2 separate regions of the Mus musculus genome follow, and region 1 is linked to region 2. A link is a contact called in public HiChIP or PLAC-seq data. All regions are on one chromosome and are shown on one strand. The core of a region is the stretch at or near the end of the contact, and the rest is flanking DNA. Distances in the headings are between cores, read along the strand shown.

Region 1 (4,875 bases), core at 2,262-4,761, 2.0 Mb after region 2:
GGTTTACTCTGGGGTGCTTAGTTTGGGTGTCTGTCAGTCTGTCTGTCTGTCTGTTTTCATAAGCTTTTGTTGAAGGATTGTTACCTAACTGTCCATTTATTCTTTTTTTTAAAACCATAACCTACCTTTCTTTCTTTCTTTCTTTCTTTCTTTCTTTTTTTCTTTCTTTCATTTTTTAGGATTTATTTTATGTACATGAGCACATTGTGCTTCTCCTTGGACACACCACATCTTGTTACAAATGGTTGTGAGCCACCATGTGGCTCAGAATTGAACACAGGACCTCTATAAGAAGGAAGAGCCAGTGCTCTTAACCGCTGAGCCATTTCTCCAGCCCTGCTCACTTATTCTTGCTGCCCCTCCAGGTTTGTTCCTGCTCATTTCCTCCATCACTTCCTTGAAAATGGGAGTGAGGAAGAAGGAAGTGTTTGGAGAAGATCGCCATCTGGCACTGGAATTTGTGTTGGGTAAATTACAGCGCCTCAACTTGCAAGTGCATAGGAAAAAAAAAAAAAAAAAAGAAGAAGAAGCCTAAACCGTTTTTCTTTCATGTTAGAGATCAAGGCTGGGAGCAACAGAACTTATTTTTATTTTATTTTGTGATACTACCTGCAATCAGGAGAAACTTTGGCTGAAAATGGGTCTGGGAGACAGAAGTAGCAGAATTTAATTCAAAGCATCCAGAGTCAACTGCTCTGGAATTCCAGGAATCAATGTAATTGCGGGGCCTTGCTTGGGAGGGCTTCCTCCAAGACCTTCTAACTATACTTAATCCCACACGAGTGTCAATAAAACTTTCCTGGAGAATTCCCTTTTGATTCTCAACACCTACTTTAATATTTTATTGGATAGGAATGACTAATTTAAAGTGTTCTTGGGCTGGTAAGACGGCTTATTAGGATTTATGTGGCCCAGGATGGCTTCGAACTCACTCTGTAACCGTCAATGACCTTGAGTGTCTGATCTCTCTGCCTCCCCATCCCAAGGGCTGCGATTCTGGCATGTACAACCACGAAAAGTTTATTTAATGCTAGGAGTCAAACGCAGGGCTTCACAAACGCTGGGCGAGCGCTATGCCAAGTGAGCTACATCCCCAGTTCCCTCTGCTCCTTTTATCAGCGCTTTGCTATCAACTTTTCTGGCTGACCCAGCACCCTCTTAACTCCACCAGCCTACCTCCCTTGGTTTAGCCTGCAGCTAAAACGTGCTTAAGGACAACACCGAAATCCTAAGGATGTCTTCATCCTCCTGTAGCCTCCTACCTCATGACCCCTCCTATGTATTTTGCAAGTATTCTGATGCCTGACGACAGAAGCTTAATTCTTTCGATGGTAAAGGTCTTCCAGGATAACTTGAATCCATGTTCACCCGTACTTAGCTCAGAACAAACAATCTTATTTCCTGCGAGGAGAGCCAGTACGACCTTGACACTTGCTACGGTGAAAGGGGGAAGAGATCATGAAAAAGAAGGCCCTTGTTTTGGGAGAAGAAAACAAAGACTGTTTACAGGATCAGGCAAATATTCAAGGTAAACTGACATTTCACTAAAAACCTTTCTTGGGAGTGTTGGCTTTGGAAGCCAGCCTGCTTACTCTAGACTGCATCCTCCAAGGAACTCAGCCTAACCCTGGCACTGCCACACAGAGCAAAGGCTGTGAAAGAGTGCAGCCCTAGGATTCAGGACTGGCATTAAACAAAACCGGTGACAAAAACAGTTTAAAAGTCCCCGTGAAGCCGGGCATGGTGGCGCACGCCTTTAATCCTAGCACTTGGGAGGCAGAGGCAGTCGGATTTCTGAGTTTGAGGCCAGCCTGGTCTACAGAGTGAGTTCCAGGACAGCCAGGGCTACACAGAGAAACCCTGTCTCGAAAAACCTAAAAAAAAAAAAAACAAAAATAAAAGTCCCTGTGGAGCCAGGGGTGGCTTACACCTTTCAATGCAGCACCTGGGAAACAAAGGCAGGTGAATCTCTCTAAATTCAAGGCTAGCCTGGTCTGGTTGGCTAGTTCCAAGACAACCAGAACTCCATAGGGAGATCCAGTCTCCTCAAACCATGGTAATAATAATAGAAAAATGTCACTTGAATTAAGAAACCATTACTAATGTTACTAAGACCCTTTAAAGACACTGCAAAAGGTTTTGGAAATACTACGGCGAAAAGGCAGCTGGAGAGCTGGCTTGGCAGTGAGGAGCACGTACGGCTCTCTCAGAGGAGCCAAGTTCAGTTCCTAGCATCCGTGTTGGGGAAGAGCCTGGATCTCTAGCAGCAGGGGATCTAAAACCATCTTCTGGCCTCCAGTGGCAATCATGTGGTCAAACCCCTTCCCCCTCCCCACTCACATAATCATAAAATAAATCATTAAAAAATAAATCATTTCTAAGAAGCTGGTTATAAAATGATATAAGCATCTTTCTTCCTTTCTTTCTTTCTTTCTTTCTTTCTTTCTTTCTTTCTTTCTTTCTTTCTTTCTTTCTTTCTAACAAGCTCTTATGTAGGCTAGGCTGGTCTTGAATTTGCTGCATAGCAAAAAAAATCCTTTAACTCCAGATCTTCCCGCTTTCACCTCCCAAGTTCTAGGATTATGGACGTGCTACTACCACACTCATCTATTTTTTTTTTTAATGTTTTCTTTTTTTTTAATGATTTATTTATTTAATATATATGAGTCCACACTGTAGCTGTACAGATGGTTGTGAGCCTTCGGGTCGTTGTTGAGAACTGAATTTAGGACCTCTGCTCGCTCTGGTCATCCCTGCTCACTTTAATAAATAAGTACACTGTAGCTGTCTTCAGAAACACCAGAAGAGAGCATCAGATCTTATTACAGGTGGTTGTGAGCACCATGTGGTTGCTGGGATTTGAACTCAGGACCGTTGGAAGAGCAGTCAATGCTCTTACCCGCTGAGCCATCTTGCCAGCCCCCAAATGTTTTCAATGATTTGTTTAGCAATGCTGGTGTTGTACCTGAGGGTCTAGGCAAGCCTGGTATCACAGCAATGGTAGGGTTTCATGTTGCCCAGGCTAGCCTCTGATTCACTCTGTAGCTGAGGATGATCTTGAATTTCTGATCATCTTGACTCCTCCCTCCACCACCCAGTGCTGGTCTAGCAGGTCTTTACCACCACATCCAGTCTATTCCAGTTAATGTCATGCTAGGGATCAAACACAGGGCTTCCTGCACGCTGGACAGGCACAATACCAACAGAGCTACAGCCACTGTCCTAGTTCATTTTCTAAGACAGAGACTTGCTATATGATGCTCACTGATCTAATGCTCACTTGTCTGTGGCCTACAATAGCCTCCAACTCTTGGAAACGCTCCCGCCCCGGGCTTTCAGAAGCCGGAATCCTGGGTGTGTGGCACCACAACTGGCTCAGGATTAGACCTTTCAAATCACTGTAAACAACTCAAGTGAAAATCCCTCACAGCACACCTTTGGAGGAGCGTTTAAAAGGGGGTGACTCAGCCAGGGAGACTGTGGGGTGGGAGGAAAGGCTGGAAGGTGTCCCAGAAGGCCAATAGAGGAAGTGGAGGGGCGTTGAATTAGTCAGGACACACTCAAGAAAGGAAACCTGCAGGGTGTGGCAGAGCATGCCTTTGATCCCAGTACTCCAGAGGCAGAGACAAGTAGATGTCTCTGATTTGTTTTTTTGGTTTTTTTGGTTTTTTTGTTTTTTGTTTTTTTTGTTTTTTTTTTTTTTTGAGACCATCCAGGACAACACTGTGAGACCCTGTCTCAAAAAAATAAGAGAGCAATAATGAACTGGGTCTCAGAGTACTGTTACAGGCTGAATGTTAATGGTCCCCCACAGGCTCACATTAATGGGCATTTGGTCTCCAGCAGGTGGAACTGCTTTGGAAGGTTATAGAGTCTTGGGGCCTAATGGAAGGAATTGTGTTACTGAGCAACAGGCCTATAGGTTTAGACTCCAGCCAAGGCTAACTCCCACCACCTACTTCCTTGGTGACTTCCACCACCATTGTAGTGGTTTGAATGAGTGGTCCCTATAGGCTCATATATTTGAGTGTTTAGTCATTTGGGAGTGGCACTATATGGGAAGGATTAGGGGGAGTGGCCTTGTTGGAGTAAATGGCTCACTGGTAGTGGGGCTTTGAGGTTTCAAAAGTCTAAATTAGGCCCAGTGTCATTCTCTCTGTTGCTTGTGGATATGGTTGTAGGACTCGCAGCTACTTCTCCAGCACCATGTCTGCCTGTGCGTCACCATGCTCCCCAACATGGTGATGATGGACTCAACCATTGAATTGTAAGCAAGCCCCAGTTAAATGCTTTCTTTTTAAGGAGTTGCCATGGTGATGGTGCCTCTTCACAGCAGTAGGATACAGACTCAGACAACCATCCTGCCATGGTGGGCTGTATTTCCTCAAACCATGAGCCAAGTGAATTATTCTTCCCTTATGTTGCTTCCTTCAGGACCACTCAGAGGTTCATACCTACGAAACCTCAGTGGACCTGGGGTGAAGGAGGAAGGCAGTTATGCAGTTACCCAAAGCTCAAAGGCACAGTGTCCCTAAGGCTTGTGTTGGCAGAAGCCAATTTCTATATTTTCAAGCCTTTGTTCCTGCAGCTACCACCCAGATCCATTGATGTCATTGTCACTAGAGACAATACTCTTAGTGTCATTTATCTCTGCTACCAAAGATGCCACCAGAATCCAGAAGCAGAAAGGATATCATACACATACACACACATATAATATACACACACACACATATATACACACATATATACATACATACACACATATACATACACATATATATATACATACACACACATATATACATACACATATATACACACACATATATACACACACATATATACACACATATATACACACACATATATGCA
Region 2 (4,835 bases), core at 13-2,512:
GGTAGATACCCACTGTTCTTCCTCTTCAGGAACTCAGCAGCCAGGGAGGAATGTGGTTTCGGTCAAACAAAGCTTGACCCCATCACTGGTGTGACATAAGGCTTCATTTTTCTCATCTGGGAAAAATGTTCTACCTCCGAAATTGTGCACAGGGCAGGAGAGATTGCTCTTTGGTTAAGAACTTTGTTCTTCCTGAGGACCCAGGTTTGATTCCCAACACCTACTTAGCCACTAACACTCATCTCTAATTCCAATTCCAGAGGACCTGACACCCTCTTCTGGTCTCCTCGGGCACCACACCCGTGAGGCACAGACATGCATGAAAGCAAGACACCTATGCGATAAAATAAAAATAAATCTAAAACAATAAATAAATGAGCTTCTCGTTTGATGCCAGGCACAGTTCAGTTTCCACTGTGTGGCATCTGAGCACCGCCCCAAGTCATACTCTCTCCACCCTGGGACCTTCCACCTCAGAGCAGGGCCTTAGACTGTGGAATGAGCACAGGTTCGTGCTTCAACAAACTTCCTGTCCATCTGCCCCTCTCTTGATTTGGTTTTGAGACAGAGGTTCAAGTAGCTCAGGCTAGTCTAAAACGCACTGTTTACTACATAGCTCAGGCTAGTCCAAAACTCACTATACACCAGAGATGATTTTGAACTCTTTTTTTCTCCTCTTTCTACCTCCCTAGAACTGGGATTACGGCCTATCTCCAGACCTGGCCCTTCTGACCCTTGAGATACCAAGTAGAGCTCACTACTAGTTCCCCCAAACCTCTACTGTGACCCCTTGAATCTTCAAACCTAAGATCTAAGTGCCTTGGTCTCCAATAGGGACACAATGGATCACTGTGGGTTTTTTGTTTGTTTCCTGAGACAGGGTTTCTCTGTGTAGCTGTGGCTATCCTGAACTCACCCTGTACACCAGGTTGGCCTCACAGAGCACAGGGAGTAAAAGGCCTGCACCACCACTCCCCAGCTCCTCCCCCATTTTATTACAAGGAAACTAGGAGCAACTCTCCAAACACGGTCAGAGATAACAAAGGTCCAAGCAACAAGGCTTACCGGCCCCCATGGCTCTGTTGCCACAGTAACCAACAGCAGGAGTGGGCAAGGGCCTACTTCTACACATGCCCCACCACACCCAGCTCAGCTACCTTATCTTAGGAAACTAAGTCGAAGTAAACCTCAGAGCCAAGCCTGACTCTAAATCAAAGGTCACATTTACAGCTGGGCTGACCTAGGCCTGGAAGGCGGGGCCTTGGGCAGGAAGTTGAACAGAGCAACACACCAGGGTAGTTCCAGCGTGTGCCAGGAGGTTACCATGTCAGGTCCTTCACTTCAGTCCTAGGTTACTCCCCAACTTTCAGATGAGGACAGAAACGGAAAAGCTCTTGGGTGGGGCGGGGTACCTGGAATCTGGGTTTACAGAGACCCTGCCCAGAGGGCTTTCAAAGCCTCTCAATGGCATTATCTCTGTGACCTAACAGCGCTCTCGCTCTCTCTCTCTCTCTCTCTCTCTCTCTCTCTCTCTCTCTCTCTCTCTCAATCTGTGTGTGTGACTTAGGCGTGGTTCTTCCTACTACAGAGATGAGAAAGGCAGGGCTCAGAGAGGACAAGGTACCCAACGAAGGTCGCATAGGAGCTTTTGGCAATGTATAACAGCAAGGTGGACAGGTGAGATAGCTCAGTGGATAAAGGCAGTGACTGGTAAGCCTGACAAACTGCCTTTGATCCCTGGCATGTGCCTGACAGAAGGAAAGAACCGACCTCAGCAAGTTGTCCTCTGACCTCCACACATGCCTAGGGACATGCACGCGAGCACACATACACACAAAAGCATACACAAAATTATTAAATCAAAGTATAGTACTGGTTTTGGGCTGGACATGGTGGTATACACCTTTAACTCTAGCACTTGGGAAGCCACGCAAGGCAAATGGATCTCTGAGTTTGAGGCCAGCCAGAGTTACACGCCAAGACCCTGTCTAAAAAAAATTAATTAAAAAAAAGAACAACAGGCCAGGCGGTGGTGGCGCACGACTTTAATCCCAACACTCGAGAGGCAGAGGCAGGTGGATTTCTGAGTTTGAGGCCAACCTGGTCTACAGAGTGAGTTCCAGGACAGCCAGGGCTACACAGAGAAACCCTGTCTCAAAAAACCAAAAAAAACAAAAACAAAAAAAGTACTAATTTTTTTTTTTTAAATAAAAACTAGGAAGGGGTAAAGGACTGGCAGGCTAGAGGGAAGCCGCCCGGGGAAGCAGAGACAGCTGGGATAAATGGCTACACCTTGTTCTGGGAGCTGGGAGTCTCAAGAAGCCATCTGAGAGGCACTGGGCACGGTCAGGCTAGAAAAGCCACCAGGTTCCCGGTCCTACCACTCCAATTCATAGAGCCAAATGCTACCAAGCCCCTGTGGCACCCGCTCCCACCAAGGAGCTCAGCACGACACACAGAACTCACCAATCATTCCGTAGGCACAAACTGAGAGGACATAACAAACCCAGGAAGTGCTGTGGTGTGTGGGGGTCACAGCCAGAACTCCTGGGTCCTGAGCCTGCTCCTGGCCCTTCCTGGACCACACCTTGGAGCCCAGGAGTGAAAGCTCCCTCACCTTTGAGGTAGGAAAGCTGAAAGCAGCAGTCTCTGTCCTGAGCAGAGACAGAGTCAGAGGAAGAGAGCCGAGCTTGGCAGAGGGATGAGAGACGGGGGCCTCCACATCTCCTCTCTCCTCTCTAACCCAGACCTCACTGAAGTCTCCAGTCCTCACCTTGGATGGCTGAAGTCCAGCTTCTTCCCCTGAAGTCTGGCCATTCTGAAAAAGAGAAACAAAAGGAGAACGTCACAGTTTACCTGCAGAGAGAGAGACAGACAGACAGACAGACACACACACACACCCTGAGACACTCCATCTTTGGCTGCTCCCAATAGCCAGGGAGGCAGAGGCGACCAATCCATTCTACGCGGGTCCCCTCCACCCCTGCTTCAAGATGCAAGAATCAAGTTCTCGGCAACAGCCCCTCCCAACCCCAGAAGGATAGTCCTAGGACCCAGGTCTCAGCTCAAGTATTACCTCTTCCTAGGGAGAAGGAAGGGGCTCACACAGAGCCAAGCTCCGCCATATTGTTGGTGCAACCTTCTGCAAACTAACCATGAGAGGCCTGTGTCCCTATCTGGACCACTGGAATCGATACCCTAGCTTCCCAAAATTGCTCTAAGGATGGAATTAGACAAGGTTGGGGCAGGTGTCCCCTGCTGGTGGCTTCCCCGGCCCTGCTCTACTTTGTGAAAGTGATGGCTGTATCCACCATGTCCTTTGCATTTCTCCATACTGCTGGTCACATACAGACTCACTCTTCCCCATAAGCAGGGAGACCTGGGCGAGCAGACATGAGGACCTGTACCACAGCTGCTCTGTGAGTGCCTGCCGCATGTCAAGCCTGGGCTCTCTGCCCCACACCTGTTTAATCTTTCTGACAGCCTGGGAGTTTGGCCTTGGCTCTCTAGGTAGATGAGGACGCCAGGGCTCAGAGGGGACTAAAGATAGAGCCCTCACACATCTGAAAAGCAGGGATCTGAAATGTCTCCTCAAATGTGGGAAGGGTCTGTTGATGAGAGACCTCCACCTCAGCCAGGGAGCTGCCTGCAGGGAGAGGCAGGGGCACAGCCCAGCTCTGAGATCCAGTTTCTTCCTGACTTTTACGCCAGATGGAATCAACATTCCCTGGGGTATAACACAGCTGGTCTCTCTATTCCTACATGCTAGGAAGTTTGAAACCCACCTGAGGAAGCTGTCCCTACCCTTCCTGGCATGACTGAGTACAGTGAGACAGACAGGAGGTTTCCAAAGGCTGGGACTTTGGAGCCAAGGGTCAGGTTCACAGGGCAGCTTTGGTTTTGCTTGGCGGCAGCAGGTAAAGCCAGGTTCTGTCTATTATGTAGCCTCCTGCGCCTGGAGTAGCTGTCCCTTGCCTGCCAGGACATCCTTCCTGCCCTGAGCCACCTTAATGCCCCTAATCCTCCCCAAGAGCCAAGTGTTATACAGGTGTACACACACACACACTTTCAGAAGGCACAGGTTGGTCGGAGCCTAAGGGCAGGACTAGACAGATGCACTTGTGGAGTTCAGCTCACTCAGCTGTCTAGATGTCACAGAGGAACTGTCTGTCCCACCTACAGGCACAAACAGCCTGCCTACCAGCCCCTGCAGCAGCCCTCCAGAGCTATTCCAGACCCTCATCTTCCTGCTCGTCAGTCAATTCAGTCTCCATCCACTGAAAACCTCCCAGCCCCTGTCACTGGGACTAAGCTAGATAGAACAGAGTCCCAGTGCCTCAACACGAAACCCAAGGTCACCTTCTCCAACCACCCAGCACAGCGCCAGGATTAAAAACTGTGTGTTCAGCCAGGTGTGGTGGCACACGCCTTTAATCCCAGCACTTGGGAGGCAGAGGCAGGTGGATTTCTGAGTTCGAGGCCAGCCTGGTCTACAAAGTGAGTTTCAGGATAGCCAGGACTACACAGAGAAACCCTGAAAAACTGAAAAAAAAAAAAGGAAAAACTGTGTGTTCAAATTTTGGCCTCTACCATTTGCATGGCGCCAAGGAGGTCATTATACTTCTCACGGCTCAGTCTTCTTACCTGTAAAATGGGACTAAATGGGCGGCTGTTTAATGTCAATGAAATGAAGCCATAAATACAGCTGGCATGGGACTGGCCCATAAAGAGTAGCCACTGGAGCCAGTATTATTGTCACCCCTACCCAGTTCCCATCTTTTTACTAACTCATACAGAATCCTTTGTCTTCTGGCCTATTAAAGTAGTAAGTTAGA

What was found. HiChIP or PLAC-seq counts read pairs in DNA pulled down with a chosen protein or histone mark.
Region 1: a contact with region 2 is called in a FOXA1 HiChIP or PLAC-seq map of pancreatic cancer cells. The contact joins two enhancer-like sites. A contact is called at or near these places in 1 of 115 datasets of contacts at active chromatin or transcription factors (pancreatic cancer cells) and 1 of 9 other capture datasets (pancreatic islet).

What each region holds. Positions count from the first base shown.
Region 1 is chr4:135,841,135-135,846,009 of GRCm38.p6, forward strand. No RefSeq gene overlaps it. Among named protein-coding and RNA genes, the nearest start is that of Srsf10, 12 kb to the right of the region's middle. Within about 2 kb of position 3,512, at least 18 of the 459 cell types and tissues checked have an H3K27ac peak or open chromatin away from gene starts, as enhancers often do. A contact at or near this core is called in pancreatic cancer cells, where this site is marked.
Region 2 is chr4:133,878,144-133,882,978 of GRCm38.p6, forward strand. Rps6ka1 (ribosomal protein S6 kinase polypeptide 1) reads right to left here. Exons shown (of 22, transcript NM_009097.5): 2 at 2,774-2,818. It overlaps Gm12977 (a long non-coding RNA gene), which reads left to right. Exons shown (of 3, transcript XR_001784569.2): 3 at 1-979. Among named protein-coding and RNA genes, the nearest start is that of Rps6ka1, 7.2 kb to the right of the region's middle. Within about 2 kb of position 1,263, at least 128 of the 459 cell types and tissues checked have an H3K27ac peak or open chromatin away from gene starts, as enhancers often do. A contact at or near this core is called in pancreatic cancer cells, where this site is marked.